Linked DNA regions of Pan troglodytes: region 1 is linked to region 2. A link is a contact called in public Hi-C data. All regions are on one chromosome and are shown on one strand. The core of a region is the stretch at or near the end of the contact, and the rest is flanking DNA. Distances in the headings are between cores, read along the strand shown. Region 1 overlaps TMEM241 (transmembrane protein 241). Region 2 holds the start of CABLES1 (Cdk5 and Abl enzyme substrate 1).

The links. A called contact is a pair of places that touch in the nucleus more often than the background predicts.
Region 1: a contact with region 2 is called in a Hi-C map of stem cell-derived neural progenitor cells, with 4 times the contacts expected there. The contact joins the enhancer-like site here to the promoter of CABLES1 in region 2. A contact is called at or near these places in 4 of 7 Hi-C or Micro-C datasets (blood, induced pluripotent stem cells and stem cell-derived neural progenitor cells), 1 of 1 datasets of contacts at active chromatin or transcription factors (stem cell-derived excitatory neurons) and 1 of 1 other capture datasets (stem cell-derived neural stem cells).

Annotation. Positions count from the first base shown.
Region 1 is chr17:33,245,405-33,251,941 of NHGRI_mPanTro3-v2.0_pri, forward strand. It overlaps TMEM241 (transmembrane protein 241), which reads right to left. Exons shown (of 16, transcript XR_010151862.1): 4 at 509-590. Among named protein-coding and RNA genes, the nearest start is that of TMEM241, 36 kb to the right of the region's middle. Within about 2 kb of position 2,582, at least 5 of the 24 cell types and tissues checked have an H3K27ac peak or open chromatin away from gene starts, as enhancers often do. A contact at or near this core is called in induced pluripotent stem cells, stem cell-derived neural progenitor cells and stem cell-derived neural stem cells, where this site is marked.
Region 2 is chr17:32,979,059-32,985,098 of NHGRI_mPanTro3-v2.0_pri, forward strand. CABLES1 (Cdk5 and Abl enzyme substrate 1) reads left to right here and starts at 3,681. Exons shown (of 10, transcript XM_016933439.3): 1 at 3,681-4,522. The coding sequence starts at 3,681.

The DNA.
Region 1 (6,537 bases), core at 1,332-3,831, 270 kb after region 2:
TCCTGCGAGAAGTGGTGGGAGGACAAAACAGTCAGCTTGTTTTACTAGCTTCCCCGTGTACAGGACATCAACCCTGTGCCAGGCATTTGCATCCATGACCAAGCTCACCAGGCCACATTACCAATGGGCAGGGTTTGGTTCCTCAGAAGCAAGGAGTAGTTTGGGCCCTGCCTCCCTGGTCCTGTGGACAGCCTGCATTCAGGCAGAGTTGGGGCATTCCCACTCTGCCCATCTTCACGGGGAAGCAGTCCCAGCAGGGCCCATCTCTGGCCAGCTCCACGCATACCACTACTCTTTCTTCTGCTTCTCCCTGTGCATCCCCACCTTGTAACACAAGTTGGCCTTCCCTGTTATCTGATTATCTTCAACTCAACAAAAGGGAGTAATAGGTCCCATTATTATCATTATTAAAGTGATTCTTTGCCCTTATTGAGCTGAGGCATGATAAGTTAAAAGGCAAAGGGGAAAGGGAGAGAGGAGTTGTTTCCCCTGAACCTCTAATACTTACCAGTCTGGACAATGCTCTGGACCCAGCATAGATTATACCCACAAACAGCACTGAAGCAGGAAGCCACGCAAGAACATGAGATCTGAAAAGAGGGGAAAAAAGCAATAACACTTTTGCCACTTTTTGTTAAGAAAGACCTAGCTGGAAAGGCTGACCCTCCAGATGCATCAACTACAACAACAGAGGCTGTCTAAACATCCCTGGCAGACTTGTTAAGTGAGATGTGGTCTTTATCGATTGAGTGGTGGAGGCAGATAAAGCCATCCTACCTACAATCCCATCATTACTGATCATCTAGCCTAAGAGATCCCAGAAATGGAAATGGTAAACGCCTTGCTGCAGCTTGGAAGAGAGAACAGATCTGGTTTTTTCCAAGGGCAGTGAACATTATTCTTTGGATTTTAAGTAACCAAAAGTTTTGAATCCACTACAAATTATTAAAAATTGAAAAGGTTATTTACCCAGGCTACACCAAACAGCTCCGTGGAATCACAACAAAAAGAACCAGTTTCAAGGGACGAAATTGAAAAAAAGAATCCCAGAATTTCAGTTGGGTGGCCATAGGCTGGCTTTTTCAACCATTAACCTGGCATTGCTGGAATTCTGGTTCAGGGACCCTTCAAGGACTTCCGAAGGGTACATTTATTTTTCAATTGTAGCCACACCAGGAACTGCTTTTCTCTTACAATTTAGAATCAAAATCCTAGTTCTCACAGACAGTGCATATCACTGAGGTTGCAACCTGCTTCTCTCATCAATTAGAAATGCATTTTATTGGCCGGGCATGGTGGCTCAGGCCTGTAATCCCAGCACTTTGGGAGGCTAAGACAGGTGGATCAGTTGAGGTCAGGAGTTCTAGACCAGCTTGGCCAACATGGTGAAACCCCGTCTCTACTAAAAATACAAAAGTTAGCCAGGCATGGTGGTGGCGGGCACCTATAATCCCAGCTACTCGGGAGGCCGAGGGAGGAGAATCACTTGAGCTCAGGAGGCAGAGGTTGCAGTGAGCCAAGATCATGCCACTGCAATCCAACCTGGGCGACAGAGCAAGACCTTGTCTCAAAAAAATAAAAAAAGAAGTATATTCAATCTACTAATTCAAGTTCCCAGAGTTATCCTAATAATGAATAAAAAGAAATGAAACCATTCCAGCAGGATATAACATAATAATCCGAACTAACTCAATGAACTGATCTCCTGGAATGATGCCTGCTCAAGAAATGTTCTTTGTTAATTTTATTAGCATGGGCAAGCACTCCATCCAAGATCAGGTCTGACCTGTACAACTTCCTGGATAACCTAGCATTTAAATGTTTCCAGTCTAGCAAGGGCCTTCAAACCTTACTTGCTGCATAAATTCATTGTGCAAATACTTACAGCAACTTACAAGGTGCTGAGAATTATCATTAATAGCAGCATCACAGGTAACATTTATTGAACATTTGCCACAAACCAAGCACTTTGCTGGTTTTTTGTTTTATATGTTTTAAATGTGTTCTATGCTGCATTTTTTGTTTTAAATGTTTTATATACTGCATCTTTCTTAAAGTTGCACAATAATCTTATGAGGAAGGTATTTATTATTATTACCCTCGTTGTACAGATGAGGAAACTGAGACACAAAGAGTTTAGATAATTTGCCTGCGGTGAGAAGAGCTGGTAAATGGCAAAGCCAGAATTTGAATTGAGGTCTGTCTGGCTCCAAAGCCCTAGCTGTTAAACGCCCATTCATATTTTGCCTTCACGGACCTCATAATCTAATGGGAGACACTGACATACAAATAGATAAGCTGCAAACACTCAGAGAATTGACCAAGCAGCCAATTATCTGAGGGATATTCTGTTACACTAGTCGTGCTGTAATAGATGTCAGCACCCCCAACCAAAAGATGAACAGAGAAAGGAAGATCCCATCCTCCATTGCAATGGATCAGGGGTGACATCAGTCAATTGCTATTCTTCTAGGAAGCGGCTTTTCCCACTTGACATTAAGCTCACATGAATCAAGGGAGGCAGGATACAGGCCCATGGCCTGTTGTGCACCAGAAGGAAGCCCAGAGCACATACTGCAGGCAGGGCATTGAGGAGGAAGGAGGAGGTGCGCTGGGTGAAACGGCAGCTGGCCTCACTGCGGGAGGCCCAGGACTTTGGAATGTAAGGTCAGCGAGGCCCCAGACATGTGTACTCCATGCCCTCTTAAAACAAAGAAAACTGCTGAGTTATATATTCCAAGAGGCATCAGGGTGTTTGAATGGCCATGGATGTGAGGAAAAGAAAACATGCCTAGGGAACACCTTGTATTTTAACCCTCCTACCCACAAATACAAAGAAATAACTTTAACTAGAAAAGAGATACACAGGACTAGTAGGACCAAACAGACTTCTGGGAAGTGTTAGAGGACAGCGGAGTGAGCGTCTGGCTCCAGACGTGGGACCACCTCCCAGGCACAGGACCCCGGTGCTTGTGTTCTCCGAAGTCATCCCCCTCAGGGCCAACAGGGCCAAAGCAACACACACTCATGGCACTTCAGACACACAGGAGAGGCAGTGGACTGCAGAGCCACCATGCTGTCAGTGTGACAGCTGTCTTTCTCCACCACACACCAACCTAAGACCATAGCCGCTGCTAAGAATAATACATTTGAATCACTGGGAAAATGGCTGACAAAACAGGTGTGGGCAAGGCAAGTGTGAAGGGATAGGGCAAAAAGGAAAAAGAATTAAAAAGCAAAGACTCTTGATTTATATTGTTTCAAAGTACCAAAGGCCTCATTCTACTTTAACCATGTATTTCAATGGAAAATCAAAGAGTATATGCTAAGGGTAGTATATGCAAGAAACGGACACCAGTCAACAATCCACACACAAACGAAAAGCCTTACTACAAAATCAGCAAGTTAATGCACATTTATATGTCTTTAATTAAAATAAATAGATTGTTTCAGCAAAAGATGATTCCCTAGGCCAGGTGCAGTAACTCACACCTATAATCCCAGCACTTAGGGAGGCCAAAATGGAAGGATAATTTGAGTCTGGGAGTTTCAGACCAGCCTGGGCAACACAGCAAGCCTGTCTCTACAAAAAATTTAAAAATTCAGCTGAGTGTGGTGGGTTGAGACTGTAGTCTCAGCTACTTGGGAGGCTAAGGTGGGAGAAACGTTTGAGCCCAGGAGGTCAAGGCTGCAGTGAACCATGATTATGCCATTGCACTCCAGCCTGGGCAGCAGGGGTAAGACCTTGTCTCTTTAAAAAAATATAAAAATAGGCGAGGTGTGGTGACTCACACCTGTAATCCCAGCACTTTGGGAGGCCGAGATGGGCAGATCACAAGGTCAGGAGTTCAAGACCAGCCTGGCCAATATGGTGAAATCCTGTCTCTTACTAAAAATACAAAAATTAGCTGGGTAAAGTGGTGGGCGCCTATAGTCCCAGCTACTCAGGAGGCTGAGGCAGGAGAATCACTTGGATCCGGGAGGTGGAGGTTGCAGTGAGCCAAGGTTGTGCCACTGTACTCCAGCCTGGGCGACAGAGTGAGACTCCATCTCAAAAAAATAAAAATAAAAATAAGATTCCCTGATTTATGTGACTTTCAATTAACCCACTAATTATCTGACTGACAGAGTCAGAAAAGGGAGCTCCTGGATATATTATTAATGTCTCCTCCACCCCTCAAATACACTGTGTCACATGGGTGGGAACTGTATGTGTTTTGTTCATATAAAATAAATGAAAACACTACATTGATAACTGTTATAAAGGAGACTAAAGGACCATGCTATACAATAAGGGAAACTGACCTAATCAGTGAGAATAGGGAACGCTTCCCCATATACGTGATGTTTGAGAGGGAAATTCAAAGTTAAACTGGCTACAGGAGACAGGGTAGAACAGTGCAAGGGACGCGACATTCCAGACATAAACACGGCATGTGCAAAGGCCCTGTGGCAAGAAGAAATTGGAGGAAGGCAAGTGTAGCTTGAGTAGATGGAGGAATAAACCCAGGGTAGGGAGGGAATAATATGGTCTAACTTGTATTTTGACAAGGTTGCTCTGGCTGCAGTATGGAGAACACGTTGGAACAGGGTTAGGGGTGGTGCATTAAGACAGGAAAAAGTTGAAAACGCTTGACTGGAGAAAATCATGAATTCAGTCTTGAAAATTATGAACTTGAGATGCTTTTGGGACACCCAAGCAGAGATATCAAGTAGGCAACTGGATCAAGGATCCTTTCCTGTCCTCTAGTGAGCAAGAATGCACTGTTAAGTATGTCTTACATTTGGTTTTACTGTATTTCCTTATTCTTCAGTTCTGAGAATAAAATATACAAGGCGGGCAGATCACGAGGTCAGGTGATCGAGACCATCCTGGCTAACATGGTGAAACCCCATCTCTCCTAAAAATACAAAAATTAGCTGGGCACGGTGGCTCACGTCTGTAGTCCCAGCTGCTTGGGAGGCTCAGGCAGGAGAATCTCTTGAATCTGGAAGGCAGAGATTGCAGTGAGCCGAGACTGCGCCACTGCACTCCAGCCTGGCGATAGAGCAAGACTCTGTCTCAGAAAAAAAAAGTAAATACACATAACATTTTCTTCAACATAATGTCTCCCTTTAGTTTATTATTACAGCAATAAGAGCCTTCTGTGGCTTGGAAAGACTTTGTCACAAACCTATTCTTCATTGCTATGGTCTGAATCTGCGTCCCCTCAAAAGTCATATGTTGCAGTCCTAACCTCCAAAGTGATGGTACTAGGAGGTGGTGTCTTGTGGGAAGTGAGTATGCCATAAGGGCAGAGCCTTCATGAATGGGATTAGTGTCCTTATAAAACAGCCCCAGGCAAGGCGCGGTGGCTCATACCTGTAATCCCAGCACTTTGGGAGGCCGAGGCAGGCAGATCATGAGGTCAGGAGATCGAGACCATCCTGGCCAACATGGTGAAACCCCGTCTCTACTAAAAATACAAAAATTAGCTGGGCATGGTGGCCCATGCCCATAGTCTCAGCTACTCAGGAGCCTGAGGCAGGAGAATCACTTGAACCCGGGCGGCTTGCAGCAGGCCGAGTAGAGGTTTCAGTGAGCCGAGATCACGCCATTGCACTCCAGCCTGGCGACAGAGCAAGACTCCATCTCAAAAAAAAAAAAAAAAAGGCCAGGCACGGTGGCTCACACTGGTAATCCCAGCACTCCCAGCACTTTGGGAGGCCGAGTCAGGCAGATTACAAGGTCAAGAGATCGAGACCATCCTGGCCAACATGGTGAAACCCCATCTCTACTAAAAATACAAAAATTAGCTGGGCCTGGTGGCCCGTGCCTGTAGTCCCAGCTACTCAGGAGGCTGAGGCAGGAGAATTGATTGAACCCAGGAGGCAGAGGTTGCAGTGAGCTGAGATCGCACCACTGCCCTCCAGCCTGGGCAACAGAGCGAGACTCCGTCTCAGAAAAAAAAAAAAAAAAAAAATACAGGCCCAAGGGAGCTTGTTCACTTCTTGTACCAAGTGAGGATGCAGATGGAAGGCACCTCCTATGAACCAGAAAAGTGGGCCCTCACCAGTCATCAAATCTGCTGGCGCCCTCATCTTGGACTTCACAGCCTCTAGGAGCTGTGATAAATAAATTTCTGTTGTTTATTTATTTATTTATTTGAGATGGAGTCTCGCTCTGTCACCCTGGCTGGAGTGCAATGGCACAATCTCAGCTCACTGCACCCTCCGTCTCCCAGGTTCAAGTGATTCTCTTGCCTCAACCTCCCGAGTAGCTGGGGTTACAGGTGCCCACTACCACGCCTGGCTAATTTTTGTATTTTTTAGTAGAGATGGGGGTTTCACCATGTTGGTCAGGCTGATCTCAAACTCCCGACTTCAAGTGATCCACCTGCCTTGGCCTCCCAAAGTGCTGGGATTACAGGCATGAGCCACCACACCTGGCCAATTTCTGTTGTTTATAAGCCAGCTGGTCTATGCTATTTTGTTACAGAAGCCCAAATGAACTAAAACACGCGTTAACTCATTCATATTCATTAAGCACCCATTATA
Region 2 (6,040 bases), core at 2,431-4,930:
GTTATAAAGATTAGAAATACTCTGTGGCTGGCATACAGTAGGTGAACAATAAACCATATCTCAAGATCCCCAAAAGGGGGTCACAGAGGCAGTTTGGAGATTAGACATTGATTCTTGTTTGATGCTTTAATAAGTATTTGAAATTTGTTTCATACTTCACACTTACAGTAGACAAAAGGTTATAGAAAATGAAGGTTATAAAAAATGCATATTGATGGAAACTTTTTGGTATTTTTTAATCGATGTATCATGGTTGTAAATATTTTGGGGGGATGATAGAAACATTTCAATACCCAGCAAAATTGTAAGAAAGCAGACTGAACAACCTTTAAGGATGAAAACCTTAAAAACACGAAATGCCATTTGCCCCAGCATCTATTTAACCTAAGAAAATAATATTGGGTGGTAGCAAGATTTAGAAAAACAAAGGAAGTCATCATCGATTTATAAGAGCAAAAGTGGAAACCACAAATTTATTAAATGCACAGGTTTAAAAGTGTACAGTCTCTCCATCAAATTGAACACTATGTAGTCATTAAAATAAAAATTCTTCCATGCAGAAAAATATTCTACATGGAAAGATAATCACAACACAGCAGGCAAAAATCACAAGAGACAAAACAGCCTGGCTGGGCGTAGTGGCTCATGCCTGTAATCCCAGCACTTTGGGGGGCCGAGACGGGCGGATCATGAGGTCAGGAGATTGAGACCATCCTGGCTAACACGGTGAAACCCCATCTCTACTAAAAATACAAAAAAATTGGCGGGGCGTGGTGGCGGGCGCCTGTAGTCCCAGCTACTCGGGGGGCTGAGGCAGGAGAATGGCATGAACCTGGGAGGCGGAGCTTGCAGCCTGGGCCAGACAGCAGGACTCCGTCTCAAAAAAACAAAACAAAACAAAACAGCCGATTTCACTTTTGTTTAAAAACACACCCAAGGCCAGGTATGACAGCTCATACGTGTAATCCCAGTGCTTTGGGAGGCCACCATGGGAGGACTGCTTGAGGCTGGAAGTTCCAGAAAGGCCCGGGCAACATAGTGAGACTTCATCTCTACAAAAAATTTTTTCTTTTTCTTTTTTTTTTTTTTTGAGATGGAGTCTTGCTCTGTCACCCAGGCTGGAGTGCAGTGGCATGATCTCGGCTCACTGCAACCTCCGCCTCCTGGGTTCAAGCCATTCTCCTGCCCTCCTGCCTCAGCCTCCCCAGTAGCTGGGATTACAGGCACCATGCCCAGATAATTTTTGTATTTTTAGTAGACAGGGTTTCACCATGTTGGCCAGGCTGGTCTCGAACTCCTGACCTCGTGATCTGCCTGCCTCGGCCTCCTAAAGTGCTGGGATTACAGGCTTTAGCCACCGTGCCAGGCCAAATTTTTTAAAAAAAATTAGCCAGGTGTGGTGGGTGCCGGTAGTCCCAGCTATTCGGGAGGCTGAGGCAGAGAGAATCGCTTGAGCTCAGGAGTCTGCAGTGAGCTATGATCACACCAGTGCACTCCAGCCTGGGTGACAGGCTAAAAGAATATATATACATATCTCTGTATAAAATATATGAAAATACAAAACAGAAATCAAAATTTAAGTTTTACGTTACTTCCACAGAAGAGATTGTTAGTGATACCCCCCTTTTTTTTTGCTCCTCTTTGCTTATCTTATGTTCTGAAATTAACATTTATCATTTTTGAATGATGGAAAATATATTTTACAGGAGCACCGTTGGAGTCTTTCACTTAACACTGCCTCCCAACCAGGCCAGTGGTCATGTAAATTAAGTCAATTGTCATAAAAGGGCTTGGAAGTTTCAAGGTAGTTAGCCAAAATAATTAAAATCCTGGTGAAATTTCACAGAGCTGGCCATTGAGCTTTGACTCCACTGACGTGAGGCTGCTGTAAACAGACACCAGGCTCCATGTTTTCAAAAGGCCTAAAAACAGCACAAAATAAAATATAACAACAATTGTTCATGTAAAGGGCCACGTGCCATCTCTGTCCTGAGCAAATGTAACCTGAAACCCTCTGTCTGGCACTCCGGGTTGGCGGCACCTCTCTGGACGGTGTATTTGCTCTCCATTACTCAATTTACTTTCCTGAACTTGAAATGGAGTGGAATTTCAATGTAGAGTTACCCATTAGCTCCAGGGCTAAATTTAAACCTTTAATTAAATTAATCCGTTGATCTGAAACACATTGCTTCTCCCTCAAAAGTGCAGCAGGTTTCTTAGGTGTCACAGAGCTTAATTCAGTGTGGCAATTGTTCCTTACTGCATTTGTTAAGTTGCCCATACCGCCTAGGGAAACCCGCACACGTTTTCAGATCCCTCCAGGTGAACTCCTCCACCCTGTCCCCGCCCCCGCTCCCACCCCCAACCAAAACAAGCATTCGTTGTGGGTGGGGACTGCGACTCCTCCCAGATTCAGAGCTATTGCTCTGGGAGGGTCGTCAGGAACCCGTATTTACAGAAGACATGGTAGGTGCCAAACGTGCTTATGAGATAAACGACAGGGTAACTGTCCACATTGGTCCCAGTTTATGCGGGAGAAGAGATAATAATCTACAAAAATTTGCAAGGTGACCAGGGGAAAAGAGTGTAAGGTCATTTTAGCCCACCTCGGTCTTCACAGAAAATGGAGCACATTTCAGAGCCAAAGTAAAAAATTTGCGTTGTCCTTTGCTAAGAGAGAGATGAAAAGTGACAATACCATGGATTGGGGATGCGTGAGTTCGTTGGCCACATGGAAGATGTTCGTGCTTCTGGGCTCTTATGCATCCCAAGGCGTGCATTTATCCCGGGGGCTGCATCCTTGGCCTGGGAATGAGTAAGACCCAACTGCAATGGTTGTTAGCGATAGCTTTACGGTGGGACAGTCTCCATAGGGGCTGTGGACTTACCCGTGTTATTATGAAAAGGATCTATTTACTTCTTGAGGACCAACGGCCTTGCGGGGTCCAAGTAACTCGCTCGCAGTCCAAAACTCTGCAACGCTCCACATAACCGTCCTGTAGACCCACAACTCTCCCAGGAGCACAGCCCCAGGACCTAACCCACTGGGTTCTGCTCGCTCCCCCAATTCCCAGTGCGAGCGCGCGGGGGAAACGTGCTCGCCTCCCGCACCTGGCTTCCGCGCGCCCCGGGAGTTGCCAACTCTCCCAGCAGGCAGCTCCGACAACCCGGACAGTCGGGCCGATCCCCCGCCCCGCCACCCGCTCGGCTCTCGCGTCCTCCTCTTCCTCCTCCCGTGGCCCCTTGCCTCCCGCCGCCTGCCTCTGCGGCCGCCGCCTGCGGCTTTGTTTTCCTCCCAGGTCGCATTCCCCACACGTGATTCCGTGTTATTGCAAAGAGGGCTTTGGAGCGCGAGCGCGGGGCGCGCGCACCTATAAATACGGACACCCGGCCCCGGAGCCCGCGAGCCAGCGGCCAGGCGACCGGCGGGCGGCCAGCCAGCGAGCCGAACTAGCCGAGCTAGGCAGTGAGGCGTGCGCGTGGGCCGGGGCGGCGGCGCCCCCATCCCGAGCACCGAGGGGCGAGCATGGCCCGCCCGCGGGGGGGCTGGACCGCCGCGCACGCCGCCCGATCCCCGCGCCCTACCCAGCCCGGGTCGCCGCCGCTCGCGCCCGCCGCTTAGCGCTTGGGCGCCGCTCGCTTCTCCGGGCATCGCGGAAATCCCGCCGCAGACGGACACAATGGCGGCGGCGGCGGCCGCCACCACGGCCGCCTGCAGCAGCGGCAGCGCCGGCACCGACGCCGCGGGCGCCAGCGGATTGCAGCAGCCGCCGCCGCAGCCCCAGCCTCAGCCCGCGGCCGCCGCGCCGGCCCAGCCGCCGCCCGAACCCCCCCGGAAGCCGCGCATGGACCCGCGGCGCCGCCAGGCTGCCCTCTCCTTCCTCACCAACATCTCGCTGGACGGCCGGCTGCCGCCGCAGGACGCGGAGTGGGGCGGTGGCGAGGAGGGCGGCGCGGCCAAGCCGGGCGCCGGCGGCGCCTGCGGCGCGAGGACTCGGTTCAGCTTGCTCGCCGCTGCCGAGCGGGGCGGCTGCATCGCGCTCGCCGCGCCGGGCACGCCGGCTGCGGGGTTAGCCGCTGGGTCCGGCCCCTGCCTCCCACAGCTCTCGTCGCTGCCGCCCTTGATTCCTGGCGGCCATGCGACCGTGTCCGGCCCCGGGGTGGCGCGGGGGTTCGCGAGTCCCCTGGGCGCCGGCCGGGCGTCGGGGGAGCAGTGGCAGCCGCCCCGGCCGGCGCCTCTCGCCGCCTGTGCCCAACTGCAGCTGCTCGACGGGTCCGGGACCGCCGGGCAGGAGGAGTTGGAGGAGGACGATGCCTTTATCAGCGTGCAGGTGCCGGCGGCCGCCTTTTTGAGCTCCGGGACTCCCGGGAGTGGGAGCGGCAGTCGGGGACGCCTCAACTCGTTCACTCAGGGAATCCTGCCCATCGCCTTCTCCAGGCCGACTTCGCAGAACTACTGCTCCCTGGAGCAGCCAGGCCAGGGCGGCAGCACCAGCGCCTTCGAGCAGCTGCAGAGGTCCCGGTGAGTATCCGGGATGCGACGCGCACCCAACCCTGCGTCCCTCCCGGCGCCCGGCGCTCCCAGCCTCCCCGCGGTCTCTGGGCTACGGGACACGGGTTGCTCCCATTTTCCCGCGCCCTGCCGGATCCTGTGCTCCGGGCCCGAATCCCAAACCACGAGGGCACCCAAAAGAGGGGGCGTCCCCAGGGAGTGCGGGGTTACACGTGTTTGCACGAGCCCAGCATTCGCAGAGGAGCACCGTGCTTGTGCAGTGGGTCGGGAATTGGGAGTTGCAGGAGCCCAGTAGAAAGCGGCGTCCGAGCCTCCCCACACGAGATCACAAACTTCCTGAAACCCGGTCCAGACCCGGAGGCGCACTCTCCCCGCGTGGGGCGAGACTCGGCCGGGCGCAGAGTGGAGCAGTGCAGGCCGGCAGCTGAGCGGCGCGTGTGAGCCTGAACTTGTAGCAGACACGCGTGACCCTCCGGAGAAGTTCTTGCCTGCGCTCCAAGTCTTCTTGCGGCCCGGGGAAACTTGGCTTTTTCCATTTGCTTTCCTGAGCAATGGAAAGCCCTTCTTACATTGCCTCCAACTAGGCCTAGGGGGGTGGGTAACAAAGAGGAAATAGGGCTTGAGGGTTTTTTTTCCTATTCCAAGATGAATTTGCTTGAGTTCGTTAAACGCTTGTTTTACTTGTTTGTTAGCTGAAGTTATCTGGCGGCATTAGGCGTCTTAGCAAAAACATGAAACGCTGGACGTTTGCTTATTGTTCAGGAAATAGAGTTTGTTACCATGTATTATTCTAAGGGGCAGTCGGAGGTTGGGACTGTGTGAACTGAAGCTTGCAAAAGAAGTAGGCGAGTAGGCGGGAACAGGTGGGGAAATGCAGATCCGTTCCTAGGGAGTGCCCTCCCTTGTTGGTTAATAAGGCCTCTTGTGAAGTTGGCAATAGCATAGACCCTACCTTGACAAAGTTGTTTTAACTTCTTGGGGCCTCAGTTATCCCTTCTGGGAAAGAATGACTTTCTCTGCTAGAATTTCTCTCTCCTATCATGCTTATCTGAAAGCTTGATCTGGCCCAAGTAAGAAGGTGCCTATGGGAAAACTTAACTTCCTCCCGCAATGGACAAATGGGGGAAGAACAGGCCCGCCTCATCCACAAGTTTGCCCCTAGTGTACTTCTTCCGAAGTGGGTGAAATCATGAGGGTGCTAGTTATGTAGCCTCGCTGTTTGAGTGCGCATGGCCCGCAAGCAGGGGTGTGGAGCCGGGGAAGCAGCCTCATAAGTGCATGGATGAATTAGCGACACTGGGCACAGGTGACAGCCCTACCCCAGTATTTCTTGTCAGAGCATGCATCTCCCCCGCAGCAGGTGAGGGCAGGGAGGTGGTATCCCTTGTTTCTGGGTGAGTCCTGCAAACTCAGCGGTTTCTGGGCAGCTCAGTATTACCGCTTGACATCACACACTGGCTCATGGTGACTCCAGACTTGCAGCCTAAGCCCAGCAGTCAAGAGGGTTATGACAGGAATTGTAATAAA